Linked DNA regions of Mus musculus: all the other regions are linked to region 1. A link is a contact called in public HiChIP or PLAC-seq, Micro-C and promoter capture Hi-C data. All regions are on one chromosome and are shown on one strand. Each heading gives the region's core, a stretch centred on a gene start, on an enhancer-like site or on the middle of the called end of the contact. The rest is flanking DNA. Distances are from core to core; before and after follow the strand shown. Region 1 holds the start of Sorcs2 (sortilin-related VPS10 domain containing receptor 2). Region 2 overlaps Sorcs2 (sortilin-related VPS10 domain containing receptor 2). Region 3 overlaps Sorcs2 (sortilin-related VPS10 domain containing receptor 2). Region 4 holds the start of Tbc1d14 (TBC1 domain family, member 14). Region 5 overlaps Sorcs2 (sortilin-related VPS10 domain containing receptor 2). Region 6 overlaps Sorcs2 (sortilin-related VPS10 domain containing receptor 2).

What was found. Promoter capture Hi-C pulls out the DNA fragments that hold promoters and counts their contacts. Hi-C and Micro-C count contacts between places; a contact is called where the count stands out from the background. HiChIP or PLAC-seq counts read pairs in DNA pulled down with a chosen protein or histone mark.
Region 2: an H3K27ac HiChIP or PLAC-seq map of VIP interneurons shows a contact between it and region 1, with 4 times the contacts expected there. The contact joins the enhancer-like site here to the promoter of Sorcs2 in region 1. A contact is called at or near these places in 12 of 39 promoter capture datasets (3T3-L1-derived adipocytes, the C10 cell line, the SN4741 cell line and 8 more), 2 of 15 datasets of contacts at CTCF or cohesin (embryonic stem cells and large pre-B cells), 6 of 484 Hi-C or Micro-C datasets (the C2C12 cell line, embryonic fibroblasts, muscle stem cells and 2 more), 16 of 115 datasets of contacts at active chromatin or transcription factors (VIP interneurons, craniofacial prominence, embryonic forebrain and 10 more) and 2 of 9 other capture datasets (adipose tissue and liver).
Region 3: a Micro-C map of the HL-1 cell line shows a contact between it and region 1, with 7 times the contacts expected there. The contact joins the enhancer-like site here to the promoter of Sorcs2 in region 1. A contact is called at or near these places in 10 of 39 promoter capture datasets (3T3-L1-derived adipocytes, the HPC-7 cell line, cranial neural crest and 6 more), 3 of 15 datasets of contacts at CTCF or cohesin (embryonic stem cells, large pre-B cells and pro-B cells), 18 of 484 Hi-C or Micro-C datasets (the HL-1 cell line, LSK cells, cerebral cortex and 9 more), 18 of 115 datasets of contacts at active chromatin or transcription factors (SST interneurons, Th17 cells, VIP interneurons and 13 more) and 4 of 9 other capture datasets (adipose tissue, embryonic stem cells, liver and 1 more).
Region 4: a Micro-C map of embryonic stem cells shows a contact between it and region 1, with 4 times the contacts expected there. The contact joins the promoter of Tbc1d14 here to the promoter of Sorcs2 in region 1. A contact is called at or near these places in 2 of 39 promoter capture datasets (embryonic stem cells and pre-B cells), 1 of 15 datasets of contacts at CTCF or cohesin (large pre-B cells), 9 of 484 Hi-C or Micro-C datasets (embryonic stem cells, pre-B cells and trophoblast stem cells) and 3 of 115 datasets of contacts at active chromatin or transcription factors (embryonic stem cells and large pre-B cells).
Region 5: an H3K27ac HiChIP or PLAC-seq map of SST interneurons shows a contact between it and region 1, with 9 times the contacts expected there. The contact joins the enhancer-like site here to the promoter of Sorcs2 in region 1. A contact is called at or near these places in 13 of 39 promoter capture datasets (the C10 cell line, cranial neural crest, embryonic stem cells and 7 more), 5 of 15 datasets of contacts at CTCF or cohesin (the NIH/3T3 cell line, hippocampal excitatory neurons, large pre-B cells and 2 more), 68 of 484 Hi-C or Micro-C datasets (the AML12 cell line, B cells, the C2C12 cell line and 39 more), 25 of 115 datasets of contacts at active chromatin or transcription factors (the NIH/3T3 cell line, PVALB interneurons, SST interneurons and 17 more) and 1 of 9 other capture datasets (liver).
Region 6: a promoter capture Hi-C map of second pharyngeal arch cranial neural crest shows a contact between it and region 1, with 5 times the contacts expected there. The contact joins the enhancer-like site here to the promoter of Sorcs2 in region 1. A contact is called at or near these places in 11 of 39 promoter capture datasets (the 3T3-L1 cell line, 3T3-L1-derived adipocytes, the SN4741 cell line and 5 more), 1 of 15 datasets of contacts at CTCF or cohesin (large pre-B cells), 9 of 484 Hi-C or Micro-C datasets (the 3T3-L1 cell line, the HL-1 cell line, cerebellum and 5 more), 12 of 115 datasets of contacts at active chromatin or transcription factors (SST interneurons, craniofacial prominence, double positive thymocytes and 8 more) and 2 of 9 other capture datasets (embryonic stem cells and pancreatic islet).

Annotation. Positions count from the first base shown.
Region 1 is chr5:36,394,532-36,399,537 of GRCm38.p6, reverse strand. It overlaps Sorcs2 (sortilin-related VPS10 domain containing receptor 2), which reads left to right and starts at 1,399. Exons shown (of 27, transcript NM_030889.2): 1 at 1,399-1,972. The coding sequence starts at 1,493.
Region 2 is chr5:36,167,094-36,172,099 of GRCm38.p6, reverse strand. All of the region lies in intron 2 of Sorcs2 (sortilin-related VPS10 domain containing receptor 2), which reads left to right. Among named protein-coding and RNA genes, the nearest start is that of Gm32183, 7.3 kb to the right of the region's middle. Within about 2 kb of position 2,544, at least 38 of the 459 cell types and tissues checked have an H3K27ac peak or open chromatin away from gene starts, as enhancers often do. A contact at or near this core is called in VIP interneurons, forebrain, liver and 3 more, where this site is marked.
Region 3 is chr5:36,185,023-36,190,028 of GRCm38.p6, reverse strand. The region is part of intron 2 of Sorcs2 (sortilin-related VPS10 domain containing receptor 2); the gene reads left to right. It overlaps Gm31945 (a long non-coding RNA gene), which reads right to left. Exons shown (of 5, transcript XR_003955889.1): 2 at 3,787-4,067; 3 at 3,101-3,180; 4 at 1,055-1,196; 5 at 462-631. Among named protein-coding and RNA genes, the nearest start is that of Gm31945, 8.1 kb to the right of the region's middle. Within about 2 kb of position 1,963, at least 44 of the 459 cell types and tissues checked have an H3K27ac peak or open chromatin away from gene starts, as enhancers often do. A contact at or near this core is called in the HL-1 cell line, embryonic fibroblasts and pancreatic cancer cells, where this site is marked.
Region 4 is chr5:36,579,835-36,584,840 of GRCm38.p6, reverse strand. Tbc1d14 (TBC1 domain family, member 14) reads left to right here and starts at 2,444. Exons shown (of 14, transcript NM_133910.3): 1 at 2,444-2,486.
Region 5 is chr5:36,223,898-36,228,903 of GRCm38.p6, reverse strand. All of the region lies in intron 2 of Sorcs2 (sortilin-related VPS10 domain containing receptor 2), which reads left to right. Among named protein-coding and RNA genes, the nearest start is that of Psapl1, 22 kb to the right of the region's middle. Within about 2 kb of position 2,448, at least 72 of the 459 cell types and tissues checked have an H3K27ac peak or open chromatin away from gene starts, as enhancers often do. A contact at or near this core is called in SST interneurons, VIP interneurons, adipose-derived mesenchymal stem cells and 14 more, where this site is marked.
Region 6 is chr5:36,253,224-36,258,229 of GRCm38.p6, reverse strand. All of the region lies in intron 1 of Sorcs2 (sortilin-related VPS10 domain containing receptor 2), which reads left to right. Among named protein-coding and RNA genes, the nearest start is that of Mir7689, 46 kb to the left of the region's middle. Within about 2 kb of position 2,864, at least 22 of the 459 cell types and tissues checked have an H3K27ac peak or open chromatin away from gene starts, as enhancers often do. A contact at or near this core is called in craniofacial prominence, embryonic fibroblasts, embryonic limb bud and 1 more, where this site is marked.

The sequences.
Region 1 (5,006 bases), core at 150-2,649:
GCTGTAACAGTATACACTTATGACTTGGAAGCCCCTTCACCCCACCCCCACTCCCCAGATCTGGAAAAGGCACATGGGAGTTGGTCACATTATCTTCTCGGTTCCTCTCCTTCCCCACCCCCTTCAGCCCCACACTGACAGGCTTCGCTGCCCTTTCTTTGCTAGACCAAATGTCGCCACAGCTGTGCGCCCTTGCCTGGCTTTGGACTTCAGCTCCTGAATTTTTTGGGTTGGAAGTTTACATCAGGGTGCAGCCTGGGCACATTCCACAGGAGGAGGCCTTCTTGGACACGGGGCAGGGGCAGGCGCTCTAGTCCTGCTCAGTGCTTGGCACAGCGGAGCCCTGGCAAAATGACTTGTGCTGAACAGAAATTCCTGGAGGGGGCACTGGAGTTCAACCTTGGGAGCAAGTTCAGCTGTTGTTGCTGGATACTTTGTTCTTTGCTCTACTCTGTTCCCTGGAGTGAAGAGACCCAGCAGGCAGCGGGGCCTTTCAGTGTTGGTCTCCAAGTCTCCCTGTCTCCTAGACCCTGCTCCTGAGAGGATGCCGAGGGGACAAAGCTCAACTGCACTCTTGGCCTTATTTGGGCAGGCACCTGCTTTGTGTTCTGGATGGCAGAGGGGCTGGTAATAATGGCTGCTTTTATTGACATTGAATTAAAGACTTGGTGAGCTCTGGGGCTAGTTTCCTCATGTTCTGTGCTGGCCTACACCTTCTGGCTGGGACCTTGCCTCTCTGTTCTTCTCTCCTTGCTACCGCTACTCAGGTGTAATATGTTCAGGGGCTCCCCCTGGAGGTGGGAGATAAAGCCAGAGTCTGAGGGACTAAATTGGTTTTGGGCGACACCCCAAGGTTCCTGCACTATCCTCAGCTGCCTGGAACATCTTTCAGGTTTTCATGATTCGCAGGCGTCCCCTTGACTCTCTCCAGCAGCGCCCGGAGGAGGCGCCCTCCCCACCTCCGCAGAACGGCTACTCTGGAGTTGTTTGGCCTCTAAGCGGGCTACTTGGGTGTGGCCTGTTTCCCTTTGTTGCACCCTGTTGTGCCCCAAGTGCCTGGAACTCCGGCTGGTCAAGTGTAGACGCCTCGAGAAAGTCAGGGAGGATGAAAAGTGGGTGGGAGAAGAGGAGCGAGGATAAAGTTAGGAGTCACTGGGAAGGAAGGAAGGAAGGAAGGAAGGAAGGAAGGAAGGAAGGAAGGAAGGAAGGAAGGAAGGAAGGAAGGAAGGAAGGAAAGAAGGAAGGGGTCTTGGAGGTGTGACTGCACTCAGGACATCCTGGCCCGGCCTGGCCCAGCCCAGAGCTGCGGTGGCTTGCGCGCGGCCGGCAGGTGGCGGTGCTCCCTTGGCTGCGTGGCGGCGTTGAGTCCCCTCCTCCCGCGCTCCCTCCCTCCCGGCTCCTTTCTCTGCGCTCTTGCTCAAGCTCCCAGCGCCCTCCCGCTCTCCCGGCCGCGGTGTCGTCCGCACCGCCCCGCCGTTACCTACCAGCGACCATGGCGCACCGGGGACCCCCGAGCGCCCCGAAGCGTCCTGGCCCTACTGCGCCGGACCGGAGCTTTCAGGCTCTGCTGCCGCCGTGCTGGCCACGTTCGTGGCCGCTGCTGCTGCTGCTGCTGGTGCTGGTGGCTGCCTGCGGAGCGATGGGGCGCTCCCCCCAGCCCGGGCGCCAGGGTCCCGGTGTGCAGATCACTAGGCTGCTGCCCGCGGGACGCACGGAGTCCGGCGATCGCAAAGATCCACAGGCACGAGAATCAGAACCCAGCGTCCCGGGTCTCGGTCCGGGTTCTGCTTCGGGTCCCAGCACCGATGGCGCCCCAGCTCCGGGCAAGGGGCGCAGGGCTCGGGCGGTGCCGGTGGCCGGTGCGGCTTCGGCTTCGCGCGCACAGGTCTCGCTCATCAGCACGTCGTTCGTGCTCAAGGGAGACGCGACGCACAACCAGGCGATGGTACACTGGACAGGAGAGAACAGCAGCGTAAGTGACCTCCGCACTCACCCCGGCCCTGCCCGGACACCTCGGGATACCCAGGGAGACCACCACAGCCCCCTACTTCCGGACCACCCGCGGTCACTCTGCTGGGCATTCTTGGCTACTTGGGGGACGCGGGTCACCTCGGCGGCGCCCCTACTGGCTTCTGGTTATGGGTTACTTTTGGAAGGGTCCTCGAATTTGTGAGATTCTGTCTCGCTCAGAAGGTTTTTCCGAAGATCTGGAGACCAGAAACACCCCTAGCCTCTAGATCTGGGCTACAGGGAAGGTCCCTAGAGTCGTCAGGATCTGGGCAGCATGGGACAACTCCAGGTCCTTGAGGGCTACCCAGCTCTGCGCCGCGTGGACAGTGGGTGGGTCGCCCACACACTGCACTGCACTCAGCAGCTCCAGAGAACACCTCTGGAATTGCCACCTCTGGCGTCCTTACTACTTCATTTATGCTGACCTCAGGGTCCATGATATCCCTGACAGTTCCATGTCCTGTTCGAAGGTTCTTAATTCTAGGATTGCTCCTCCTAGTGTGCCCCACAGCTGTCTTTGGTCCGAGTGGACCATGGGGTGTTTAATAGTATTTAACGTTCTGTGGTCTTTAGAGCAGTGCGCCAACTCCCTCCCTCCCTTTCTCCCATGCCTCTCCCTCTGCCCGGAGAGCTCCAGCGTCCATCCCGCTCCTGCTCTTCCAGATTTAGGATCCAGCCACTCCCCGTTCCTTTTTTTGGTAGTGCACCTCAAGGGGTTTGTTTTTCCTTGTTAAAGGTCAGAGTCACTCTGTCCCCTCTGGGGAATCTCAGGTGTGTGCACTCCAGGTTTGCAAGCCTTTGCTCTCCAGGGAAGTGTGTTTTCATGAAGAGAGAGAGCCAGGAATCCCTCCTCACTGCCTGTACCACAGTCCACACAGACTCTCCACTCCTCCCCCACCCCACCCCTCAGGAGGTGACTCCACCTCTTTTCCTTGTCTTCCAAGTTTTTTAGGAGACTGCATAGGGCCAGAGTCCCTGCATGCACTGGGAAGTGGAGTGAGCGGGTCTTCTCTTTGGGTTATCAGGTGGACATAATGAAGCTGCAGACACTTTTAAAACACCCCCCCCCCTCCCCGTCTCCTCTCCTCGCACTCTCGGTGACTGCTTGGAGGCTTCCATTTGTACTAGGGAAGGGACCACCATGTAGCCTTGGCTGGCCTAAACTCCAGTCCTGCCAGCCCCTTCCCTACTGGCTGGCTTTGTCCAGGGTGCAGGTGTCTTCACTGGTCCCTAAGCTAATGGCATCTCCAGGAAGACTAGCAGCCCTCAGAGGGCAGAGCTGGTGCTGTGGATGCATCTGGCCAGCAGGGGGCAGTCAGGGTGCTGAACAGAGTACTTGGGTGTTCCTCCCAAGAAGGGAGTTGAGGTGCCCTGATGTCCTCAACTGCACCTTGACCAAGCCCTCCGCCTCTAGGTATTCCGCTGGTCCCAGCCTTTTAGTGCTGGCTAGCACCCAATGATAAACCGGGACCCCTGGGCCATTGGCCATTCTTGAGGACTGAATAGTAAGTAGCCCAGAATGCAAGAACTGAAAGGGACAGAAACACACTGAGATCTGGATCTGAGGTGCTGAAGTGGTTAATTCAACTATCTTGTCACTTTGTCACTTAGCTTCATGGTATGAAAGAGAGTGAGACACCAGGTGGGGGTGATGGATCTATAGGAAAAGAGACCAGCTGCCTCTAGTATGGGCTGTTTGCTGTCCAGCTGAACCCCCTATGAGATTATAGCCTGCCCCTTGAATAGGCACCTTGGAGAGTTGAGGATGGAGAATGACTGGCTGAGCTCTGAGGGACCCTCTTCTGCAGCCGTTATCACATGGGGGCAGGCATAAGATGTGGACACCTGGGCCCAGCCTGGCACTTAGGTGGCACCTAGCTTGTGATGAATGTGAGGGGCAGCACGGAAACACTACCCGGTTATCTCTCTGACTTCTGTCTTCTGTCTTCTCCCTTCTCTCATGGACCTTGCAGAAGATTCTCTCCAGAAACCCTGACGGACAGCCCATGGCTGGGGATGCACTCATAGGTTTACCTTGTCTGAGAAAACCCAGGAGTAGAAAAAGATGGGTGAGGGCTGCCTCAGGAAACCGGTTCCTTTAAACACAGTTCTCTTAGATCTGGTGTGCACAGCACATTCTTGGCACATGAAGTGTCTTGGAAGTGCGCTGCTCCCCCTCCGTGCTCAGTGTGCAGCCACAGGGACAAAGATGAGAGCCAGCACTTGGCAGTTGGCTGTACCTCTTGCTTGAAGCACCACCTCGGCAAGCTTGGATGAGACCAGAGTAGACTGAGGGACTCTGTGAGTGCTGTCTTTATGGGGTTGCCTTTCTGCTGCTTGCCTCTGCCCTCTGCAGATGCGGTCCACAGCAGAGTGTTTGCTTTATAACATCAGGTGCTTTTCCAAACAAGACCGCTAGGGGAGGGGGGCTGGGGGAGGGGCACAGACTCTCTGAAAGACATTAGTGAGCATCCCAAGCATCCCGCTAAGGGATGGGCTGAGGGATGGCGGGACTCAAGCTGGTTCCCAGACAGTCTCTGTCACTCCAGCTCTGGGAACATATGTGAGTTTTCCCTGTGAAGGCTCCATTCTTTCCCGCTCCCATGGAGATAGGGAAGAGGACTCACTTGGAAGTTCAAACAGGGCCTCTCCAGCTGACGTTTCGCTGTGCCAACACATTGTTACAAGTGAGATGAATCCTTCTTGGAAACCCACCAGGGTTGCCTTTTGATGGGCCTGGGTTGGGCTGTGCACACAGGGCTCTGGGTCTCCATACTGCCCTTGGAGGCAGAGAGGACATACGAAGGTGGGAAACAGACTTCTGTGCTGGGCTCCATCTGAGGGGTGGCAATTTCTTGTTAGCCTGGTAGGAATGTGAGGAACTGTTTTGGGGGAAATTACTTGCCGTTGGGGCTTATTTTAAGTATGCTCACCTGGGCTCCTTTCTGTATAACACTTGAATACAACTCATGGTTTAACTTGGGTTCAAACTTTCT
Region 2 (5,006 bases), core at 1,295-3,794, 230 kb after region 1:
GGCACTTTCATAGAATCCATGCCTGTCACCTGTGACCAGAGCAGCTGTGAGGAGGACTCTTCAGCACACAGCTTTCAGCTCCTTTTTCCTCCTGCTCAATGGATGGTAGATCACAGGTAGTTCTATTTTTAATGGTGTGGGGAATCTCCACACTGTTTCCCATAATGGCAGTGACTCTCTAAATAATTAACGAGCAAGTCCCTCCCCAGCTGCGGAGACCATAGCCTGACAAGCGACCTGAAGGAACCCGTCTCAAAAATATACCTGGATGTTTTATTTAATATGAGCATTTAAAAACCTTTCTTCATACAGCCAGACTTCCAGGAGACAGGGTACAGGAGAGAACGTATGGTGTGTGCAGAGTGCCTGAGCCCAGAGAGGCATGTTCACCACCTTGTCTGCCCCTTGGGAAGGCATACTGACTGTTGTGGCCAATAAGCCAAGGTTCTATTGGCTCAGAGGCTGCAAATGCTCCCTCTTGTCTTACATGGTCTAAATGAGGCTCACTTAGGTGTCTGTCTGTAGACAGGGACTCAAGGACCAAGGTCCCTTCCATCTGCAGCACAGTCCTCCATGGTCACTGCCACCTGTAGCAGGCAGGTAGGAGGGAAAAGGTGGAGAGTCCCAGCTGGGAACACTTGGAGCCTGGCCCAGAAGTCGTGGATACATGCCATTCCTGATGGCAGGCTGCTAAAAGGGACCCACCAAGTCCAAGGACTCAAGTTTCATGGAACTTAGAAAATATTCAGCCACTCATACAGCCCAGAGCAAAGAGAAACTGGGTGCATTGTTGCTGGGCCAGGGGCTGTCTCCTAACACCACCATCCTGGGGGAGATCTTCCAGCACATACCTGGAAGGCAGGGTTCCATTGATGGAAACAAAAGGGCTGGCCTTCCCTTGTCACTAGCTTCCGGTCTCTTGCCTCAGCTTGCGAGCGTCCTTAGGGCAAAACATGCTGGGTGATTTCTCATGTCTGCAGCAGAGCCTGGGTTCAGGCCAGCATAGGCCTTGCACTTGGAAGCAGCGCTGACCTGTGCTTTGGGATGCTGGCAGTAGGTAGTGTGGAGCCACTTTCTATTTGTTTCTTACACATGCCAGCTCTCTAGCTGGGACTCCGAGGCCCACCATGACCTTTTGTTGAAGTGGATCATACATTTTGTCTTGACCCTTTTCCTGAGAAACCTCCTTAGGCATCTAGATGAGGAAGGGTGGTATGTGGGTTCAAGCAGGCTGACCTCAAGTGGACCCCACCTCTGTATAGCTGTGTGGTCCTGCATAAGCTTTCTTACCTCTTTGGGGCTGTGTCTCCAGTAGTCAGGTGGGAATGGATGGTCATATTCTGCTCAGAGATGGGTGGGAAGGCTAGGGTTTTCCCTGGACCCACTTCCTGATCTGTTAAGTACAGCAGGACAGGTACCATCCAGGGCTTGTCATTACTTCCTCCAGGGTTCTCCAACACTGCTCCTTGAGGGACCCTGTCACTACCCAGTCTGTTGTTTCTCCTCCTCCACCACCTGGTTACTGGAGTGTGATCAATGACCCAGATAACTAGGGTTTGGAGTTCCCCTAGCCCAAGACCATACCTCAGCTTGGCCCAGGTCAACAGTATAGGCAAGGATCTAGTCCTCTTAGAACCTTGGGTCTATAAAGCAAGGACTGTTGGCTACCCTTCATTTTCCCATAAAGAAGGAAATCCATTCACTGAGAATCAGTGGTTACCAAGCCTTCCAGTGCCACACCCTCCTCCATCACCCCAAAGCACTCTCATGAGGCTCAGAAAGGGTCTCACAGCTGCCAAGGGGCAGAGCTGTGCTTCACACTCAGGTCTGACACAATGGTCTACAATGGTCTAGCCTCTAGGCTGCTGGCTCAAGCTGGCCATGAAAGCCATTTAAGATGACCTTGGGCTCCTAAACCATCACACACCACAATTCAGTCCCAAAGTGTCAGGGTATGGGACACAGCAGCTGGTATGAACTGGCCCATGCCTGAGAGACTCAGTGCTTTTCTGAGGTTACCCAGAAAACCATACATCACCCTAATGGCCCTGGCAGAGCCAGCATGTGGGCAGCAATACAGAAGCAAGGGCCAGAGTGAGACCCATACATGAGGGAGAAGTGAGACTGACCATACAGGGAGCAGCCAGAGTCAGAGAGACACAAATCCCAGGTGAATGATCAACTCAGAGGTCTTGCAAAGGAGGCTGGGCAGGGCTGGGGTGAGGATGTGAAGCTGTCCCAAGAGCATGCATGTCTTGCTTTCAGTGGGTTCTTTTGGTAGAGCATAGCATGAACTGAATCCTGAGAAGGGGAAAGGGAACCTTGAAGCTATTGTCACATGGGACCAATGTGGCTGCCTCTCTGTGCACCCTAATCCACTTACCCTCCCAGAAACCCTGCACCCAGTTCTCCCTGCAAGCTGAGAAAGTGAGGTCCTGATAGGCCACCTGATGTTTGCCATGGGGCTTCTGCCTGGGGTTGGCACATCCTTCACTATTCACCTGGAGGTTGATGCCCTTTAACCCTCGCATGGTGTTCATGTGTCCAGCTGCAGAGAGGCAAGGACTGACATGTGGCATTTATGCCAAGGCCAAACCCTTCTCTCCACACTACCCACAGCTCCAGAAATAGAACTCTCCGGGAAGCTGCCAGAATCTCCCTCTGTATCCCTGTCCCTGGCTCAGGGCACCCGGCCAGTGGCTTTCGGCACGGAAGCTAGAAAATTAGCAACTTAATTTTGGTTGTCAGGACATCAGAGAGAGAAATATGTGTTTCCAGGGGCTCATTTTCGTACAAACCCAGCATGATAAAAATAAAGAGAAAGGCCGAGTCCCAGGGAGAAAGGACACTTGCTAAATTTATAACAGATTCATTATTCATGGGCCGGACCTGGAAAGGCCACAGCTCCGGAAAGCAGCTGGGCTGAGTAGGGAGGGTCCACGCTGGATCCCATGAGCTGTCCCCATGGAGCAGGGAGCAGGAGACACGGTAGGATGAGGGACCTTCAGGCTGTGGATGGCACATGGCTCTGAGGATGGCTCAGCTCCATCAGCGGGCTAAGAGTGTCTTCTCAAAGGATCGCCAAAGGCTTTGTGTACAGAGCCAGTGTTCCCCTGCAGGTTAGAATTCGTACAGCTCTCTGGCTTGGGATAGGAAAGCAGAGGAACGTGGGATCCAATAACAACAGCACAGCAGCAGAAGAAGAAACAGAGTGGATGTGTCTGCCTTTGTGTTGCTGTGATAAACACCATGACCAAGAGCAACCTGGGAAGGGAGGGCTTTGCTTTGACTGACAGTTGTAGCCCATCACTGAAGGGAAGTCAGTGGGCACTCAGACAGTAACTGAAGTACAGGCCATGGCAGAGTATTGCTTACTAACTTGCTCACCATGGCTTGCCCAACCTGCCTTCTTATTTATACCCAGGGACTTAGGGGAAGTATCCATAGTCTGTCACAAGGCTGGGGACCAATGTAGAGCATTGCCAGCCCCCCCCCCCCCCGCCTCCCAGCTACAAGATGTGCATAGAAAATTCTACATCACCATTCACTGGTACCTGGGCCACCTGCATGGGCTGCCTGCCCACTTATTCTGAGCCACTGGGTCTCTGGGTCACATGAGTGTAGAGGACACAGCAGTAAACACCCTGCAAGACACCTATTGGTGTGGGGTCTGCCAAGAGGTAAAGTATAGGAGCTAGGAATGGCATAGAGCCTCCCTCAGGCAATGTCTCCTTACAGTATAGTGTGATGCCCTAGATGAACACGTGCTGACAGGACCCAGCAGAGACCTTGTGTGGTTAGGCTCAGGTGACTTTCTGTGACTGGCTTTTCCAGAGGATCCTGAAGCTGAGACAAGGAGCCAAACTGAGGCCAGGAAAGGGCACTCAGGAGGGGCTGCAGTGGCTGGAAGAGGTGACAAAGTAGGGTGGGAATACACCTTCGAATTTCAGAGGTTTAGAGTCCATGACCATCATGGTGGGGAGATGGCAGCAGGCAGGCAGGCAGGCATGGCTCTAGAGCAGTAGCTCAGACTTTACACACTGAGCCATAAGCTCCAGGCAGAGAAAGAGAGGTAAGAGAGGAGGGAGAGGTGGGGGAAAGGGGAGAGAGAGAGAGAGAGAGAGAGAGAGAGAGAGAGAGAGAGAGAGAGAGAGGAAGAGAAGGGAGTGGAGGGGAGAGGAGGGGAGGGAAGAAAGAAGAGAAAAGAGAAAAAAGAGAAGAGAGAAGACTCTACGAGTGGAATCTAGGAATAGAATGACAAGGGCTTTTGAAACTCACAGGCCACCCTGAGTGACTTACCTCCTCCAAGAAGGCCTAATACTTCCCTACCACATTCAGATATATAAGCCTATGGATGCCATTCTCAACCAAGCCACCTCAAGCCTGGAGACTAAAGAGCAGCAGGGACTGATGCTAGAAGCCCAGGCACGCTTGACCTTGGGGTGTGGTCTATACCTCTTCTGAATGGCCTCAGCAGCCTTGAACCCTGTCTACACACATCTGTTCCTCTGCCAAATTCACTGACCTCTTCCCCACCTTCTGACACATGCAAGTTGTCTTGAGGCCCAAACATGAGATGGATAGGGCTGGCAAAAGATGTCACACAGAAGATGTGGAGGAATGAACTGAGGGGACCTGGCTCCCACAGTTTATATCCTGGAAGAGCCCTCTGGGACACTGGGCTCAGGGCTTGTCTCTAACTTGAGGTGATCCTGGCTCCTCGAGGCAAGGAGAAAGGAGTACCTTTAGGGAATGTCATGAGGACCCTGGGGCTCCTTGTGCACCAAGGCCTCCTCAGGGGCAGTCAGGCATCTCCATATTTGGGCTGGGCATCAGCCTTAATGAAATGAAGCACCTGGAAGAGGGACACTTCTGAGCTGTGGTGACCCATGTCAGGATGACAGCAGCTGGCCACTGCTGGCAGCCAAGATGAAAACCATGCTAGTGTGTTCTGCCTGGGGCATTTTGCTTCTGGGCCGGGAGCAAAGCAGCAGATGTCCATGCAC
Region 3 (5,006 bases), core at 714-3,213, 210 kb after region 1:
GTCCCCACAGCAAGTGGTCATCCTCTAGGGGTACAGCCCTGACCCTCAGACACGGTACTTAGTCCAGCACCTCTGAGTCCATGTCAGGACCCACCCAGGAGCCTCAGCCTCAAGCCCCATGCCCCATGCCCTGTGTCCACAGCCCATGTAGTCCGACTAGTCTCTTCACCCCCAGGACCACAGAGAGACCTCTGGGATTGTTGTTCTTCTTGCCTCAGTTTCCCTGTGTCTTCCCTCTGATGGGCTCCTTATCTGTCCTGGTACATGGCTCTGAGGAATGAAGTGAGCTTTCAAGGAAGGGCAGAGCACAAACTTGGGGAGAGACATCAGGGGAGAGCATTTGAATCTGGTTCTGCGCTCTGTACCTTCTGAGCTCCAGTAACTGTGAGATGGGAAGACATGATCTGACTTCTCTCTTTGCTGTGATCAGAGAGGCAAGAAGCAACTAACAAGAAGCAAGGTGAGAAAGAAAGGGTTTTATTTGACTCTGTAGTCTGAGGGGACAGTCCAAAGGCATGGTGGCCAGAGTCTGAGCCAGTTGGTCACCTTGTGTCAGCAGTCATCAGAGAAGGAGGTGAATGCCAGTGTTCAGTGTGTCTTCTCCTTTCTGCTCAGTATAGGATGTCAGCCCCTGGAATTGTACCAGCCACATTCAGAGTGAGTCTTTTCTCCTCAGTTAGACCCCTGGACACACCCTCATAGACACCCCAGAAGCCTCTTTTCTAGGGGATTTGAAATCTAGCCAGGCTGCCAATTCACAAAGAGCCCACAGAACAGTCAATGGGGAGCCTACATTCATTTTAGCTCCCTACCCAGGAACTGGGCCATGATGCTTTGGCCTCAGTTTCTTCCTCTGCAGAATGGGCAGAAGGCTATTGTCATCTCAAGTCTGGCTTCAATGACCGTGACGCTAAGGAGTGCCAGCTTTGTCTTATGTTCTTGCAGAGGGATAGCAGCCACTGGTATATAGGAAGTCAGACAGAGTGTGGCCATCTTTGTTTCCTCTGTCATCCTGTCTTCCTGTGTGCCATATAAGTCCCTGAAGTTCACATACCTGCTCCTGCCCCCGCAGAGACTTTCAGGGGCAGACCCACTTCTTTTGAGACTTGGGGACTCTGTACCCAGCATCAGATTTGGCACTGAGGGGAACTCGGTGGATAAAGGCCGCTATTGATTCCCGAATCTGCCTGGAACAGCTGTTGAGTGGAATGGGAAATGATTGCTTAGAGTGGGCACTCACTGGGTCAAACCGCCCATCACAGCATCCTCATGACAACTCAGAGGAGTCCCAAGCAAGTGACCCACATTCCAGGACTTCAGCTTCTTCCTACATAGAATGGACAGAAGGCAAGGATCATTAAAGATGAGGATTTTGAGTGCCGTGGCGCTGAGAGTGCTGGCCTATGGTCTGTGCCTCTTACAGGATAGCAGTGGGACAGTGACCCAGTAAACGGACAAGGAAACTGAATCACTGGTAGTACATGACCCAGGACTGGGAGACAGCGGCCAGGCACCTGGCCAAGGAAACTGGCCTCATGACTCAGTCTGGCCATAGTGGCTGAGTGTCTTTCTGAATGAAAGACTGTAGGAACATGGGCTCCAGAACCCTGATCCCTGAGTCACTAGGATGAACTGCACAGCCTGGTCATTCAGAGGAAATAGCCTTGTGTGAGGGACTGGGTTTTTAGTCTAGGATGTACATTGCAGCTGACTGTGGGGACAGGGGCCAATGAGAGGGCTTCTAGAGCTCAAATCACGTTTTGAGCAGAGATTGACAGAAGAGATGCCAACACACAGTATGTGTGAGGTGTGTGTGTGTGTGTTTGTGTGTGTTTGTGTGTGTGTGTGTGTGTGTGTGTGTGTGTGTGTGTTTGTGTGTGTGTGTTGGGATCTCTGGTGTGGGGCAGGAGAAGCTTTGGACCCAAAGGTTTCAGGGGTTAGCAGGCTGAGCTTGCACCTTGTCCTGGCTAGAACTGTACATGTTTGAGATTGGCAAAGCAATCTGTTGTTTAACTTTGGGGGATGAGGCCAGTGGCTTGTGCTTATTGAATTTAGAAATGGTAAGAAGGAAAGTTTGACAGATCTGGGGAGATGCTGTTGTTCTCATTCGCTGTCCTGGGTCGCTGCTGTGCGCATACAAATGACCTGATTAATCTTTCAGTGGGGGCCTCATGCTCACCAGCCTGCTGTGAAATCTGCCTCCCACACTGTACCTGAAGCCTGCAGACAGGTGGGAGGAAACTTCCAGCAGGGACCCCGCCCCCCCCCCCCCCATGATACCTGGACTCCTCACAGAGTCCAAACTGGTCCATGGCTGAGTGTCTAGTGTCTTTATTCAGTGTTTTTAAAACCAGCATTAACTCACTCATCAATGGTGCACAGGAGTGTTTATGCTGGACCACAGTGAACTGGCTAAGTTTGTACAGTTTGGAACTTTCCTGGTTAGATCAGCAGAATGGATGCAAATGGCTTCACTGTCAAGTGACATCAGAATTCTGTAAGATGACCAATCTTCATGGAAGAGTTGTCATGGCTGGAGAAGTTGGAGAAGGCTCTGTGGGCTGGGATAGGTGGGAAGTTTTTTGTGACAGTCATTGTGGGATGTTTGTGGATCTGTGGAGATGCTATTCCTGTCAGAGAAGGTACACCAAAACCCTTGTGTTCTGAGGGACTGGGGCTTTTTAGGAAAGTGGAGGGCACACCCACTTTTGGTTGCCGGTGGCTGGGCAGAAAGCCTTGAGTGCCTCACTAACAAGGTGGCCTGGGTCTTAGTGCAAGGGAGCCATTGGGGGATTTGAGGCTGCGGAGGGTCATATGGGCAGATTGGTCATCTATCTATCAGTGTGATGGGTTGAGCTACTGAATGTGGAGTGAGGATTTGTGGGAGTATCCTCTCCATAGGAGTGCCTGAAACTGTACTCAGACCATGTTCTCTGGGGTTGGTGAGAGGCTAAAGGGTAAGCAAAAGCTGAGAGACAGACAGACAAAGAGACAGAGAGACTGGCCAGTGGGCTAGCCTGGCAGAGGGAAGCAGACATGGGGGCTGGAGGAGTTGGGGCTGACAGAAGCCCGGCTATGGTTGTGTATAGCCCAGCCTCACCTGCAACTTCTGACTGAGGGTCAGGCACCTGATGTACTAGTGTCCCAGGTCAAGGTCCTCACCATGCTGCTGCTTACCCTCTACAGAAACAGAGTGAAAAGGGCACACAGGCCTGGACTCAGTACCAGGGAAGTGACCCTCATTAGCTTCTCACTGTGTGACACACACACACACACACACACACACACACACACACACACACACTATGCTCTCTGCGGTCTGGTGCACAGGTTTGGTGTCTGTGTTTTGGAGCAAGGCTGGAGGCAGACTCTGGCTGTTCTCCCACTTGGAGCAGAACCCTCCCACTACCAGGACACCAGTGTTTACCTTCCCGGCTCAGTCTCTGCTCCCCCAAAGCTTCTCTCTTAATGCAGGAGAACTATATCAATCTCTCCTCTCTTCACAGTGTAAAGTTGGTGGCTCCCCCAGGATGCAGGGAAAGGCATGACATCTCCCCAGGCATCGACACACAGACTTCCCTCTGCCATCGTGAGGATGGGATGGCAGTATCTTTAGGGAGCTTGGAGCTAGAGTTTTCTCATTTCCGCTGATTTTAATGCTGCTGCCATCCCAGGGGCCCTGTGCTTGAGACCAGCAGGCACTTCTCGAGACGGTATTTTGTTCTTTTATAAACACACAGACTCACTATAGAATATACAGGAAACACTGAAGGGGGGGATGCTCACCTGCAATCCCCCTCACAGAGGGGAATATAACTTGCTCCTTACAGCAGCTATGTACTTGAAGTGACATTGGTGCGCTCTTTGCAGACCTGGTGGATGCAGGTCATAAAGAAGTGAAGCGCTCAGCTGCTGGAGCTGGTAAGTCCCCAGATGCACCCTCAGGCCATGTCCCAGGAAGGCCACTGGGGCTCCTCCCACCCTCAGATGAGAGCTTCAAAGAGCAGAACGGTCAATGCTGTCCAACTTTCAGAACCCTCTTTGGAGAGTCCGCTAGGGATGTCCACCTGAATGGAAATGATGTAAATGTCATGGATGCCTGGGACAGCGTCCTTATGACCCAAGCTCAGCACTATCCTTTGGGGACAGAGCACCAGCTTGTGATCTCCACTGACCAAGTAAAAGCTTCACCCCACCTCTCCTCTTCCTCCTCTCCTTCCTCCTCTTCCTCCTCCTCCTTCTTCCTCTCCTCCCCCTCCTTTTTCCCCTCCCCTTCCTCCTCCTCTTCTTCCTCTTCTCCTCCTCTTCCTCCTGTCCTCCTCCTCCTTCTTCTTAATTTATTTATTCACTTTACATCCCAATCGTAGTCCTCCACCCCATCCCACATTCTCTTAAGTCCCTTGCTGCCATGGCACTGGGAGCCTGTCTTCCCATGCAGGTTTCTACTCTGTGGGGCCAGAGATGTTTCCTGCACTGCAGATGGAACAAGGCTATCTTCAAGCTTCAGCTTCCCAGAGCTGTTCTAGCCCCGTGACTCCAGGATCCAAGTCTGAGCCCCAAGGCCTGCAGGTCCACCCCAGTGTGAGCACACAGCTGTGCTCCCCAGATGGCCCGCCTCACGTCTGTGTCCATCATATGCTCAGGTCCTCAGTCCTCCCGAGCACAGCCTCCCGCCCATGGACAGCGTCTCAAATCAGTGTTGTATGGTGACTGGATTGCAGAAAGCTCACTCTGTTCCCTGAGAGCTAGGGCTTGAGCCAGGACATTGCACCTCCCCTTTCTAGGTCAAAGCCCCACCTAGGATACCAGACCTATCACTGTTGGGATCCTTGTTCTTCTACTGAATTGCTGTGTGACCTGGGACAAGTCAGTCAACTTCTCTGAACTGCCATGTACTCATTCATGAGATGAGAAATAACCAACACTGCCTTGAAGAGTTGTTGTGAAGGTATATTTGAGTGCTGCCTATAAATGAGAAGGCTGGAGTCTGACAGTGGGTGTTCCAT
Region 4 (5,006 bases), core at 1,195-3,694, 180 kb before region 1:
TCAGACGCAAGTTACAATGAGGCTTTATCTAGACCGCTTCTGGGGACTGATGGCAAAAGGTAAGACATAGGTTACATCAGAGGGATGCAGGGTAAGGAGGAGTTCCCAGAGAGAAACCAGGGCTCTGGCACCAGGCTACTGAGGGTGAGGCAGGGTCAGAGGGTGCCAGCTGCAAACCTGCCCACCACAGAGAGTTGTTGATTCCAGAGACAGGACAATGGTCCCTTGTCATCTCAAGGTTCGGTGTTTGTTTGTTTTTTCTAATATTAAAAAAAAAGTCTTTATTTCTTTAATGGATGAGTGCTCTACTGCATATACATCCACAGGCCAGAAGAGGGCATCAGATCCCCTTGTAGACGGTTGTGAGCCACCATGTGGTTGCTGGGAATTGAACTCAGGATCTCTGGTCAAAAGGACAGTGCTTCTAACTGCTGAGCCATCTCTTGCCCTTTGAGGGCAGGTTTTTAAACTGATACTCAAGCATTATGGCTGGAAGGTGAGGAGTCGTGAGGACTCCTGTGCGTATCCAATACGAACGAATCCATTGTGCTGAAGTTTGAAATGAGACTGAAGCCAGTTCCTGCTTCCCAGTCAGTGTTTAAATCCAGCTGTGAGGGCACCAATGGGTGTGATGGAACCTGGCATTGTTTTCAGTTCAAACTGCCAGGAACTTAAGCACCTTTGAAATTTCTATTATGTAGCAAATCCTGAGGGATGCCCTGCAAGTCTCTCAGCTCTCTGCAAGCCAACAAAAGACTGCCCAGTCCATTTAAGCCTCTACCCTCCTGCCATTGTAAGTTGGTGCTTAGAGTAATTACAGTCATGATCCAGAAAGGGAAGTTGAAGCCAGTGTCTATCAAGTAGTTTGTAGGCTCCTAGAATGGCTAGAGTCTGGAGTCCCCCAGCCCAGCAGACACCCTACTTGGATGGGTCTCACGATGAAAGTCAATGCTGTCAGGCTCTCAGGTAGACCTTCTTCCTGTGCATTGAACAGGCACAGGGCTGGGCTTATTTAGCTGAAGGCTCTGGTGTGATGGACTGAGAACCTCATGGCCTCAGGTGGCTGGGTGGGACCCGACATTGTTTCCTTGTGAAACAGCACATGCCATGTGGAAGTTTAAAAGTTACAACACATGTGCAGACCCAAGACACTCAGATATGGCTCGACTCTTGGTCTGTTTCTTCTCTCCTCCCTACCCTCCTTGGAACTGAAGTCAGGCCACTGAGCTATCCCCCAACCTCTCTCTGTCTTCTTTCATCCCTGGGGACGGTGTGCATTTCATAGCTTTTGATATAGCCTTGGTCTTGTAAGCCCTTCCTCTGGACTGTGTTCAGATTTGTGAAAATATTTTAAAATATTTGAGAGAGTTGTACAGAGGTTGAACCATCACCTAATGTTTTGAAATGAATGTACAATTGAAACAAAAGTGGTGGTACATTCCTATAATCCCAGAACTGGGGAGGTAGACTCGGGAGGATCAGGAGTTCAAACTCATTGTTTTCTAGGTTGCAACTTTGAGGCTAGCACAAACAGAACTGTAACCAAGACAAATGGATTTCCTCCTGCTTGCTTCCAGGTACCTGCCAGGGCAGGGAAATTCCTCTTCCTGTAGGACTGTGATGGTTCCAGCCTCATGTGATGGTTCCTGGCTGAAATGCAGTCAGGTTTTAAAGGGGCTTGTTTGTGTTTGTAAATTTTCGGGGTCTGACAACTCCTAGAATAAACCCAAATCATCCCAAGTACCCTTTGTATGGATCCAACAAACACTCATGTCTCTGCTTTTTGAGGCTTAGGAAACGAGTGCAGGTGAGTTCAGGAAGGGAAATGCAGCACAATGACCTGGCCTGATAGAAGACATCCTCCATAGACATCTGGCTTAACTCTGCTCAGCTCTAGCTGACTTCTACCTCCTGAATTATACTTTTTCATAGATTGTGTCTCTGTAATTTTTGCTACTTAAAAAGGTAAAATGTGCATAAAGCCAGGTGTGGTGGCACACACCTTTAATACATAGGTGGATCTCTGTATCTCAGGCTAGAGAAAGATGCTGTCTAGTGAGGCCTCTTCTAGTTCCTAAGCGAGACCATCACACAACTTTCAAAACACACTGATGATGAACCCTGTCTTGTCACCTCCTGAGCCTGCTGGGCGTTGTATACTGAAATATTAAAGTGAAGACAAAAGTTGGCGAACTACAGCGCTAGGCACTAAGCGCAATGAAACAGTGATCAGAAAAGCCCGTTTGACAGGTGACAGGCTAAGGCTATACCGGGAGGGCATTCCAAGGTCAATGATCTGTAACCTGCGCTCACGTGTACCCCTAAATACTCCCGTGGGCTGTTAAGACTCCCCCAGCTGCTGGACAGGGGCGTCCCATCGATGCGCTCCGCCGCTCGGCTCCCCACGCCTGGATCAGCCCCATGCGCTGCTTTCCCCCTCCCTCCCACTTCCCACTTCCAAGATGGCCGCGGGCGGAGCCGACCAGGTAAGGGGCCTCCGCCAGGCGTCTGCGGTGCCGGTATGGACACTGTGACTCTCTCGGAACTTTCCTTGCAGCCCTTCCTGGGCCTGAGGACAGAAAAGGGCCAGGGACACAACTCCCGAAACCCAGGACGGATACTTGGCAGGCCGGAGGAGCAGCGGTAGTAAATAGCAGGCTCCTAAGCTCTACGGAGCTGCGGCGGGGGGCGAGAGCCCTGGCGGAAGAGCAGTGGAAGCTTAGCGGGGGCGTGGCTAGGGAGCGTGAGGGCGGCGATAGGGAGCGCGGGGCGTGGTAACGCTCCTGTCCCCCGGAGTGTGACTAGGGACGAGCGTGGGGTGTGGCTAGTGAGCTCTCGGGGGCGTGGCTCTGGAGTGCGGGGCGTGGCGGTACGCCTGAGGCCCTGGGAGCGAGCGATTTGCGTTGGGTGTTGGGCTAAAGAGGCTCAGCGGAAGGGAAGAGAAGCAGCCTTGTGGGGGCGTGGCTGCGTGGCGTGGGCGTGGCGGGGGTGGGGTCTGGCGCTGGCTGCTTTTAGCCGCGGGCGGCCGGCAAGCACCTGCTGAGGCTGGGCATCTGCGGAGTCTACGCTCTTAGCCCAGCGAGTTGCGGGCCCCACGGGGCCTGGGCTGCGGGCCACGGGCCGGGGAGATGGCGTTGGAGCTGCGGTAGCTCGGGTACTGAGGGGGCTCTGCAGGGTCAAGCTGAGAGGTTGCGGATGGCTGACCGCTGCCACCTGCTGCTGCGTCGGCCAGGCAGGGAGGTCTGAGAGGGCGGCTGGGAGGGCTGGGGTCCGGCTGACGTGCGACTGCCCTCGGCCAGCGCTTGTCGCGACGTGCGCCTTTTCCAGAACTTGGTGAAAAGTTTTCTCCTCAGATGTGGTGCTGCGAGCTGTAGAGGTGTCTGCTCTGTGCGCCCTGAGCCAGCGTCCTCAGACCCCTGTCCTGTTCACATCTCTGCCTTTACTCCTTTTCAGACCCTGAGGTATTCAGATCTCTGTCCTTCTCAAACCCCTCTCCTGTTCAGATCCTGGTGCTCCTCAGACCCCTGGCCTCTTCAGATATGGTCCTCAGACCCCTGATGTGTCTCGGATCTCCATCCCCCTAAGACGTTTTTTCCCAAATCTTGCTAAAGTTTTCTCAGACCGGAGGCTACGATTGGCTCGTCCAACTTTCACGGGGCTGTGGGCTACCAACCGAGTTTGCTCTGAGGATCTGAGCCTGTATCTTCCTCAGATCTCTGACCTGTTCAGACCTCTGTCCCCTTCAGTCCTTCCTCCTCAACCCTTTGTGGTGTGTTCAAATCTTCTTCCTCCCCATGCCCAGTTCTTCTCAGACTGCCAAACCTCTTAAATCTCCTGACCCACTGGGTCCTCTCTGACCTTGGGCCTCCTTATCCTGGTCCTGGACTGCAGAAGGTCCTTCAGGAAGGGACTGTAGACCCCGCTCTACTCAGACTCATTTCCTGGGTTATGTCCTCCTCAGATCTTCTACTCTCTGGCTGTAGGACCCGTTTTATCTCTAGAGACCCTCACAGTACTGGGCATATTGGTAGGCTAGAGGAACAACCTGACCTCTGCCCCAAGCCCTACTCAGGATCTTGTCACCCCTTCTGGGGCTTGGCTAGATTTCCAGAGGGTGCTAACCAGCACAGACTCCTGATGGAGCCCCAGTGAGGCTGAGAATGTCAGAGATACCATCTGACCAGGCCTAGTGAAACTTGAAACTGCCTCTCTCTGAAAGTAACATAGATAGGATCTTTATCTTCCAGGAGGAATTATAAGATTTGCTCTGTAGGAGTCTGTGTGCACTATTGCAGTTTGTCATTTCTGGAGGTTCTGGCTATTCTATGAGTATTTCATGTCCTCTGACTGAGGAGGGAGTCCTGGTGTTTGGGGGCAGACTTTGGGAGGCTGGGTTGCCTGTGGCTGTTGGCAGATCTGCTAAAAGGACTTAGCTAAATTTTGTATCAGTCTTGGCACACTTACGTGCCAGTGCCAAACTAAGACTCAAGTTTGGTGCTGCCTCCCCGTCTTCCAGCTCTTAACACCTTTGTGTTACAAAGCCCAGGCAGTTACTCTGTGCACACAGGGCTTCTTCCTGCTGCTAGCATCTCTCCTCACACATGCTCTGCTTGCTCTGTTGTGTGGGTTTGACCCATTGACATCTGAGCTCCGTGATCCTGATGAGACCCAGCTGTAATGAGAACCTGGCGAATACCTGCTGCTCCTGGGTTTATTGGGTGCACTCTTCTGGAACGGTTAAGAGAAGGAGGTGTGACTGTGGGAGATGAGGTGAGGGAGACAGAGGTGGGATGCAGACTGAGGCTGGTGTCACAAGACAAGGCTCTGCTTACCCTGATGTCCTCGGTGGCCCCAGCTGGCCATGGCACACGCGCGCACGCGCGCGTGTGCGTGTGTGTGTCTGTGTGTGTTTAGCACCTTTCTTGCATGAGTTAGGCTTGCTTTCTTTTTGTTTTTGTCCTCTGCCCTCAGCCCATCCTCTTACATTCAGCATCTCACTTGGCTCC
Region 5 (5,006 bases), core at 1,199-3,698, 170 kb after region 1:
TTCTGCCCGTTGTTTTCTCCTGTTTCTTTCTGCCTCCTCCCCGGAGGAGGAGGCTGGCAGCGTGAATCCAGGTCACTGCACAATATCTCTGGCTCTGCTCTGGGCTCTATAGGCAGCTCCCAAGCCCCCCCAAAGCTCAGGCTGGCCTCATTGTTGGGGTATTTTGCTTTCTTTCCGGCTTAGCCAAAGAACTGTAAATAAATAACCCACCCAGGCGGGATATCTCTTTATATGTGAAACATGAATTGGACCCAAGGACATCAGACTGTCTTTGATGTCTGAGAGGAGGGAGGAGGAGGAGGCTGCAGAGCCCATTTTGGCCATTATCATCCTCAGCTCTGCTCGGAGCATGAGGCCTCTTTGGCTCTGGGGGAAGGGTATCGTTCCTCCCATGAGAATCTCGCCCCTCCAGTTATTCTTGGTGTGGGATCATTTTGTCTTCTCTGTGTGTTTTTCCAGTAGTGATTAATTCATTTCAATTTGGATTTGAAAAATACCTGCCAGTTGGGACCGTTTGTTTGTTCGAGATAGGGTCTCATTCTGTATCCCAGGCTAGCCTGGAAACTTATCAAGCAATTTCCTGCCCCTGTCTCCAGAGTGCTGGACCAGGCCTGCATCCCTGTGCCTGGCTCATTAGGATGACTTACAGGATGAGCCACTTGCACCTCTGGGTCGTGGGGATTCTCTTCAGTTTTGGTTTGGCTCCTATTAGTGGGGTTTGACATCCTACCTTTCTTATCTCTGTGGCCTGTTAGGAGAGTGTTCAGAAGGTGCCTGGAGGTGGATTTTTTTTTTTTTTCTGTGATGACAGTGTTCCTTGGGGTCAACTGCCCAGGTCACTGTGGTACTTAAAACCCCTTGGGTTTTTGTTATTGCTTCCCTAACTTAGCTAAGGGCTAACTCCCTTAGCCAGGAACTCGTCTCCTGACAATACTGAGAAAAGCAGCCAGCCATGGGCCGTGTTCCTGTGTGGGCTCAGCTCTCCTGAGGTGGCTCTGATGCTCCCAATGTGTCCTGCTGCTCTGGCTCTTGAGGCCCCTTGAGGAGGGGGACGGAGGCTACAGAATGAAGGAGGCATTAAATTCCAGTGGTGGGCCAGTGAGGTAGCTCAGTGAGTAAAGATATTTGCCAGCAAGCCTGACAACCCGAGTTCAATCCCTGGAACCTACACAGTAGAAGGAGAGAACTGACTCCTGCAGGTTGTCCTCTGACTTCCACACATGTGCCATAGCACACATACATGTCTACACATCTAAAATGCACAGATGGATAAGACATAAAATCCTAGGAGCTCTTAGCTTCACTAGAAGTTTGGCTTAGGGGCATCACCTGGGACAGCAAGTGCATAGAGACATGTTCACCTTCCTGCTATGTTGACAGTCTCCTTGTGCTACATGAGCAGAGTTAGCCGCCATTCCTCGTGTGCAGTAAACAAAAATCCTCGGCTACCCCAGACTTTAGACACCGGCAACCGGGCTTCTCTGTTAACTACCCCCTTAGATACCTTCCCTAAAAATTTCCAGAATGCCAGCTTCCTCCACTCACGGTGGCTTCTCAGCCTGGCTAAAGGTGCACGAAGTGGGACTGTCTAGAATGGTGTCTGGTGTTTGGGTCGAGCTGCTTCCCTGGGGCAGTCAGGCTTTTGCAAGGTGTTTCCTAGACGTAGGTGCTGGTGACTAAATGAAATAAATAAATGAATAAAACAGAAATGAAAAGGAATATTAGTTCTCTAAGGAACTTTGGAAGAGCACGTTTATTGCAGATAAAGGGAAGAGTTAGAGGCAGGGGGCATCTGGGAGAGTCCAGAGTGGGCGTGACCAGACTGAACTATTCCCTGTGGGGAAAGGGGGAAGGGAATAGTTGCTACTAGGTGTAGCAACCAGGAGGCCCAAAGGTACAAAGGGACTGAGGGGTTGTAGGAAGAACCTGGAGGCCAGTGTCTACTTTGATGTGTTAAATAGGCACCACAGCCATTTGCCCTGGGTTTGAGACCTAACTGGGACCTCGTGGAATATGGAAGACAGAGAAGGCTACCTGGGGTCAGGACTCCTGAGTGACAGGCTCTAAATTCTTCAGAAGCCAATAGGGAGTCCCAGAGGCCAAAGCACCCTGTTAGAACCCTGGGCCAGGGAGACTTTCTTCACAGATCCTCTGTGTGAGGCTGGTCAAATGGAGGAGAGGGAGGTGGCGGGATGGGATGAGGTGGCTCACAGAACATCCCCGAGCACGGTATGTCTAAATTTGGATTTCCCCCAAAGCGAAGCAACAGATCTTAATTTTTCTCATCTCGTCACTGTCTCTCCACCCAGACGTTTCCTCGGCTCGATTAAAAATGCATCCAGAAGCATTAGTCATTTCCAGAAACTTCCCCCATCTCCTCCGCGGGTGCAGCGACTCTCTGGGTTTCTATGTTGCTTTTTCTGTGCTGATGTGCTTGCACAGAGTTAACAGTCTGAGAAGCCTGGAGCTGAAGTTTTGCATTCCTTTCTCTGTTGCTCATAAACCAGGCTTCCACTCTGCATACTGTGAGGCCTGCCCAGCCATTACTTTCCTGGCTGCTTACGGGCCTTTGAGCTGATTCTTCCAGGCCTTGGCCTCCTGGGGAGGGTCCAGTGCTCCCAGCTCCCACCTGGGGAGCATCCGATGCTCACAGCACTAGTATGACATTTCATCTAAGCCTTACCCATTTGTCAGTATTCCAGCATCCTTTCGAGTCCTGGCGAGGAACAGTTTCCATGCTGCTCTGATCATATTTTTCTCTTTGGAATGTCATCTGCTCTTGTATTTCTCCCCACACTGGGACAGGGCAAAGGGTACCGAGAGGATGAGAACACACTGTTTGTGCTTTTCTGGGTGCTGCCTACGTGCTGTCTGCACTTGAGGCCCATGGAATGTATGGTTCAGGTGCCAGTGTCTGGAGAACACGTATTAAGCGGGGTTATTAAATACACACTTACTGAATGCACACCGATCCTCCCAAGAATTCTCCTGTGTAATCACAATAAATACATTTTTAATGACAGGTCTGGTATTTACATTCTGAAAATGGCTCTGGGAAATCGAAGCTGAATGCATTTTTAATTGTTCTGTGTTTAATGGGCCTCACGTCAGCAGCCTCTCCCTCACGGGCTTCCTTGACCCATCACCAGCACCTTCTCTCTGCATCCTCTGCCAGACTTGGATCTGTGAACAGTACCCTAGGTTGGGAGAGACATCCGCATCTTAGGACCTGCTGGCTGGCACCAGGGAATTGAAGTCTCCTATCTCATTTTTCTCTGGGCTCACAGGGCCTACCTAAGGCTTCCTCATTCAAGCTAGAGTCAGCACACTCTGTCCATCCTTAAAACTCTGGGCACAGTGGCTACTGTGCTACTGGGACAAATGACCACAACTGGGGAACTTAAAACAACAGCCAGGGACTCTCCAGGGTTCAAACCATGGCGTTACAGGGCAGTGTTTCCCCTGAAGACTGGGAAAGGAGGTCATCGTGTCCCTGCCAGCCCCTGGTGGCTGTGTCACTGAGACCTTGCTGCTGTGTGTTGATACGCATGTGACAATACTGCCCAGGTGCATGTGGACACAGTGTGCAGGTGTGCGTGCCTCCGTGCACACGTGCCTGTGGCAGCCAAAGGTCAATCCTCAGTGCCGTTCCTTTGGAGACAGTCGCTTTTGTTGCCGTCTTGTTTTTAAGGCAGAATCTCTCACTGGCCTGGAGCTGGCCCAGCGGGCTAAGCAGGCTGATCAGCAAACCCCAGGATACTCCTGACTCCACTTCCCCAGCTCTAGAAGTGTGTACCCCAGTGTCTGCATTGTTTCCGTGGGTTCCAGGCATTGAACTCGGGTTCTCCCGCTTGCACAGTGGACACTTTACCAGCTGAGTTATTGAGTCAGCCCCCCTGCCTCTGCCTCCACATGGCTGTCTCGCTGTGTATTCCTTCTAAAGACAGTGGCTGCTGGATTTAGGGTCTGAGCAGACAATTTGGGACATCTCATCTCGAGAATCTTAACTGAGCCACCTCTGTAAAGACCCCTGGTAATTTATGGGGTTCAGGACGTGAATATCTCTTCGAGGGAGCTACCCCTCAACCCATGACATGCTCTGTCATTAAGCTCTGGGGATGCCATTGGTTTTCTAAATGGCGACTGGCTCTTGCCCTGTTCTCTGTTCCCCAGCCACACTCTTTTTGTCCCTCTTCATCCATGGCTAGATCCTGGCTGCCCTCCTCAGCTGGCTACCGTGTCTCCGCCCATCCTTTCCCAGAAGACCCATGGACTTGAAAAACACACAGTCTGGTGCCATGGATGGACTCAGTGCCCCCTCATGGCTCACATCTGCCATTCCAACCCTCTACTGAAACCCCTTGATGATCCAGATGTGGAGGCTGGCAGGCAGAGCTGGAGCACCACAGGGGTGTGAGGATGCGGGTGCTCTTGGTCTCTGAGGGTTTTGTGTGATATTTGTCTCTGCTCTATAACAGCGCTGTAACATGAGATAAAGAGAAATTCACAGCACAGTGTTGTGTCTGCTACCACCCACCCTCCTCTCTGGGAGAGTGTTGCTGGGCCCTTCCATGCTTCTGGAGCCCCCACCCCCACCCCCAGGCAAGGCACAGAGGCAGTCAAGGTCGTGACAGACTGTTAGAATGGAATGGGTCCCAGGAATGGGTTTTGAGTGTTAAAACTCGGCCAGCCCTACGGACACACTGAGATCAGCCTCTCGGGAGCCCCTGCACAGTGCCTGGGGTTCATGTTCTCAGCATTTTGTCCCCACTATTGTCCCCAGCCTTTTAAAACTTGCTTTCCTAATGGCCTCCCACATAACTGAAGTTTCACTGAAGGACCCTACATGTATTTTTTAATGTGGAATTCACATCTTTCAGGCCCGTCGAGAACCAGTGTTGGCCACCTGGGGGTGCTGTTTTACCCCAGTGAATGTGGTTGGTGCAGAGAAACCAGTTCAGCCTTGCATCTCTGCCCAGGACTCAGAATGTAGATGATATGCTGAT
Region 6 (5,006 bases), core at 1,615-4,114, 140 kb after region 1:
GATACTCCAGAAGTCAGATGTGTGGATCTGGTGTTTGTTTGTACGTCAGTGGTTGGTGCAATTGGCGTAGGTTTGTTGAGGTGTAATTGGCATATGCTAAAGCATGCCTTTTAAAGTACATTTCTTGCTAAGTTTTGATTACGAACTATGAGAACCAGCATAGTGCTTCCCCAGATCAGCCATAGCAGCCTAGGACCATGCCCTTTGAACTCAATATCTTGGCACCTGTGGCTCTGACTCTCACTCATGTCTTTCCTACCATGCATACATCATGGCGGGAAGGCATGAACCATGGTGGGAGGGCATGAATCATGGCAGGAAAGCATGCACCATGACGGGAGGGCATGTGTCATGGTGGGAGGGCATGCATCATGGCGGGAGGACATGCAGCTATTATTATGGATTGTAATGTAAATATCTGATATGCAGATTATCTGATATACAACCCCAGTGAAAGGGTCTTTGATCCCTCACAGGGGTCAAGACCACAGGTTGAAAAGTCTGTCACTGACTAAAGGAGATTTTGCAAGTTTCTGTGTCCCTTCCTGTCATGGACACTGCACTGGCCTTTGTGCTGCTGTTTCTCTTGGATAAATACCTGGGTGGGGCTGTTCATGTTTAAAAGGATGTATTTACTCTAATGAAGTAAATTTACTATAATGAAGTAAACACATCCTTTCCAACATAAGTGACCTGACCCAGTAGTAGGAGATATGGAGCCTAAAATGGCCACCTCCTGTAGCCAGGCAGGACTCCCAGTGGAAGGATAGGGACAACAACCCACCACAAAACCTTCAACCCAAAATAATATTCTGCCCTCAAGATGTGCAGGGACAAAGATGGAGCAGAGACTGAGGGAATGGCCAACCAATGACTGGCCCACCTTAATACTCATCCTGTGGACAAGAACCAATCCCTGACACTACCAATGATTCTGCTATGTTTGCAGACAGGAGCCTAGCATATTCATCCTCTGAGAGGCTCCACTCAGTAGTTGATGCAATCAGACGCAGAGACCTGCAACCAAACATTAGCTGGAGCTTGGAGAGTCTTGCATAAGGATCGGGGGAAGGATTGAGAGACCTGAAGAGGTTAGGGACTCCACAAGAAGACCAATAGAGTCAACTACCCGTATCCTTGGGAACGCCCAGAGACTGAACCACCAACCAAACATAGGCTGGACCTAGGTCGCTGCACATATGTAGCAGATGTGCAGCTTGGTCTTTATGTGGGTCCCCCAACAACTAGAGTGGGGGCTGTCTCTGAATCTGTCGCCTGTCTGTAGATCCTGTTTTTCTAACTGGGCTGCCTTGTCTGACCTCCATGAGAAAGGATGCTGCTAGTCCTGCAGTGGCTTGATGTGCTAGGGTGGGTTGATAACAGAAGTAGGGGCTCCCCTGTCTCAGAGGAGAAGGGGAGGGATGGGGAGAAGAGCTGTATGTGTGGGGGAATGGTAGGAGAGGAGCTGCAATTGGGATGTAAAGTGAATAAATGTATTAATTAATGATAAAAGAATGCATTTAAGGTCATTCATAAAAGAATGTCATTTTGATTCTAGAATCATTCAGTTCCCAACCCTGGGTCAGGAGAATACTGGTTATCCCATCCCTGTCAGCTGCCCCCATATTGTCAACTTTTACATTTTGCGGATTCTTATAAGTGTATGGTTTGTATTATGGTTCAATTTACACTCCCCCAGTAACTAATGACACCGAGCACATCTTCTTGGGCTCATTTGCCATCTGTAGCTTTTCTTTGGCAATGGGAGTGTTCAAATATGTTCAAAGGCCTTTTTATTGCCTTGTTATTCTCCCCACTAGACTGGCCCACAGGCATCTCCACGGGAGCTTCTTCTTGACTGACAATTGATGAAGGAGGGTCCAGTTGATGAGGGAGAATCTAGCCCACTCCCTGGGCAGTAGCCCCACTGGACAGGTAGCTCTGCAGTGTAGCAGAAAGGTAGCCGAACAAGCTGGAGAGAGCAAGCCAGTGAGCAGTGATCTTCAGTGGCCTCTGCTTCGGATCCTGCCTCGACTTCCCTTGAGGATGGAGTAGTGGACTATAGTCTGCAACCGAGTAAAACTTTCCTTCCAAAGTTGCTTTTGGTCAGTGTTAGCACAAAAGAAAAGCTAAGTAAAATACTTTCCTTCCCTTCTTCTCCTCCCTCCCCCTCCCCCTCCTCTTCTCTCTTTTTCCTCTCTCCTTTTTGAGGTGCCAGGGGTGGAACCTAGGTCTCTTAGGTGCTGTGCAGGTGCTTAAAACTAAGCCACACCCAGCCCCTCCATCTCTTAACTGTTAGATGCCAGATCAAAGAAACTCAGGACAAGTACCCACATTTTCATAAATGGTAGATCTAGTCTTCTCTCTCTCTCTCTCTCTCTCTCTCTCTCCTCTCTCTCTCTCTCCTCTCTCTCTCTCTCTCTCTCTCTCTCTCTCTCTCTCTCTCTCTCTCTCTCTCTCTCTCTCTCTCTGTATGTGTTGTATGCTTTGATGTCTCACCTGAGAATCTTTGACTAACTCAAAGTTGCTTACTTCCTTCCCATCATACTCTAGAAGCTCCATGCTTCTAGCCTGTGGTCACACAGATACACTTCTTTGGGTTCTTACGGATACGCGCGTGCACATGTGTCTGTGGTTTCCTGTGGAGGTGTGCACACACACATTCCTGTCAGGGGTTCTGTGGAGTTGTGTACATGCATATGGTTCCTGTGAAGCCGTGCAAGCACACAGTTTTTTTTCTAAGTTACCATAAAGAGATCATGTGCCACATTCCATTTCCGTAAGTACTTACAGCTGTCTGCTAGACCCCGGCTCTGTACTAGGGCTGGGAGTGAACATGGCCGGTGTCTGCAAAGATCTGGAAGTAGACAAGTAAACAGACACTTTAGAGTGCGTGTGGAGAAAAGGAGGGTGTGCCATGCACACCTCCCGACACACTGTGTGGTGGTTAAATGTTTCTGCTATAGTTTCTGGAATGCTCTTCAGCTGGGCTGGTCTCTGGCGTGATATTATAAACTGTAATGAGCAAGGACTCCAACCCGGGATGCTGACAGGCAGATGTGTCCTCGAAGCCCCAGGGCTGCGATGTGATGGCGGTGACAGCTCAGATCTCTGCCAAGTGTTCTGATGCTAAGGAAGGGGTGCATCAGAAAGCCACATGGCCCCGTGCACCACAGGATCTCAGGAGATGCCCGTCACTGGTTCCCGGATGCATGCCATGACCACATCATGACGCACGTGGAAATAATTTTGCCATATTTGCACCATCATTAACTTTCAATCACGGTCAATTTTAGACGAGGCTCTTAATTCCAGGTTTTTTGTTGCTGTCACAGTGATGGAGAGGGTTCTGTTTCTAGCCCCAGGGGATGGTGATGGGATAGTGATGGGGCCCTCCCTCACCCCCATGGAAGAGGGCTCTGTGCCACAGCTGCTGATGGAGTTCATCAGCCAGAAGCTTGCTGGGGATTTTGATGTGATGTGTCTGCTGTAGAACAGCTTACTCCATCCAGGGAGCCTTCAGGTTGATAATCTTAGGATGCAGTTCAGCCACATGCTTGGCCCCTGCAGAACCACCAACAGATCTTCTTTTGGAGAAAGAGGCACTGTGCACACCCTGGGGAGAGCTCATAAAGTGGGTTTCAGAAAACTTCCATCCTCCTCACATGCCCAGTGTTAGCTGAGAACCTAAGGGCCTGTCTTCTCTAGGCTTTAGCTATAACCAGATTGGTCTGAATGGCTCTCAGAGGCAGGGTTATCATCGTTCATCACAGATATGCTTCCATGAACTACACAAATGCAAAGGAAGTGGCTCTGCATGGCCACACAGAGGAGATGGATGTGGCCACTGAAAGCCACCCATTGTACCCATGACTCTGGATGATTCATGACACATTCTGGGTGTCCCTGCCTTCCTGCATCAGGTACAGGCTTCTGATGATGTCTTTCAGAGCATCCCCACCAATATTGGTCATCCCCACTCCCCTCATCTCAGTCTGGTTGCTCAGGCAGCTGGAAGCCAGATTCAGTCTGTCCTGCCTATCCTACGGCTGTTAGAGGAGAGCTCCCCCCACCCCGACCCCTGTGCAACCCACCATGAACAGCCCCAATAGTTCCAAATGAATTTGCTTGAGACAGCCACCAAGAAAGGCCTGAGTCAGAGCCCCTTCTGTTCTGTACCTCACGCCCCTTTATTCACGTCTGTCATATATACATTGCATGTGTCTTAACATCTGAACCCAAAATGTGTGGTTGTCATGAAGTCCTGCTGCCTCCTGGATCCTGTGCTGGGAACAGTGCCTGAGGATTCAGGCTTGCTGGGAGTGGAGTCTCCTGTATTACTGCTTCTGGGCTGTGTGGCTCAGAAGTAAAACAGATAGATGCTTAGCACAAGCAAAGCCCTGGGTCTAATCCCCAATAATGAAAAACCAAATGCAAGATTCTTGAGACATGACTGTCATTTACTTTCTGGCTTATCGGTTTATGACATGTTCATCAAGAGCTGGAGCAGCCTAGAGGGAAGTCAGGGGAATTGTAGAGTTTGTATAGAGTGGACAAAGATGCAGATGCAGCCTGTGTGTTCCAACAGGGGCTAACGGGTAGAAATATGCAGGTCCAGCTAAACTGTCATCCGAGATATGCAAACCAAAAGGCTGCTTGGCTGATATGCTGTGATGTTTAGCAGAAGTGTCTCCATCCATAGGCGAACCATGAGTGGTAGTAGCTACCCTCTCAACCCTCCTCCTACCATGAGCAGGAGGGTATGGGCTCCTTACTTCATACATAGATTGCTCAAGGCCATGTGTAGCCAGCGGAAGCAGAATCTTCCAAGCCTCTGGATTCCTTTTCTAAGCGGAGGCAAGGGACTCACTAGAAGTTTGTTGGATTTACACCAAAAACCCTCTCAAGTGCTACATTCCTCTAGGCCACGCTATGCTTAGAAAATACATTGCCGACAGCTGCAGAGACCTGCTCTAGAAATCACCAAATGTTGTTTTAAAAACGCC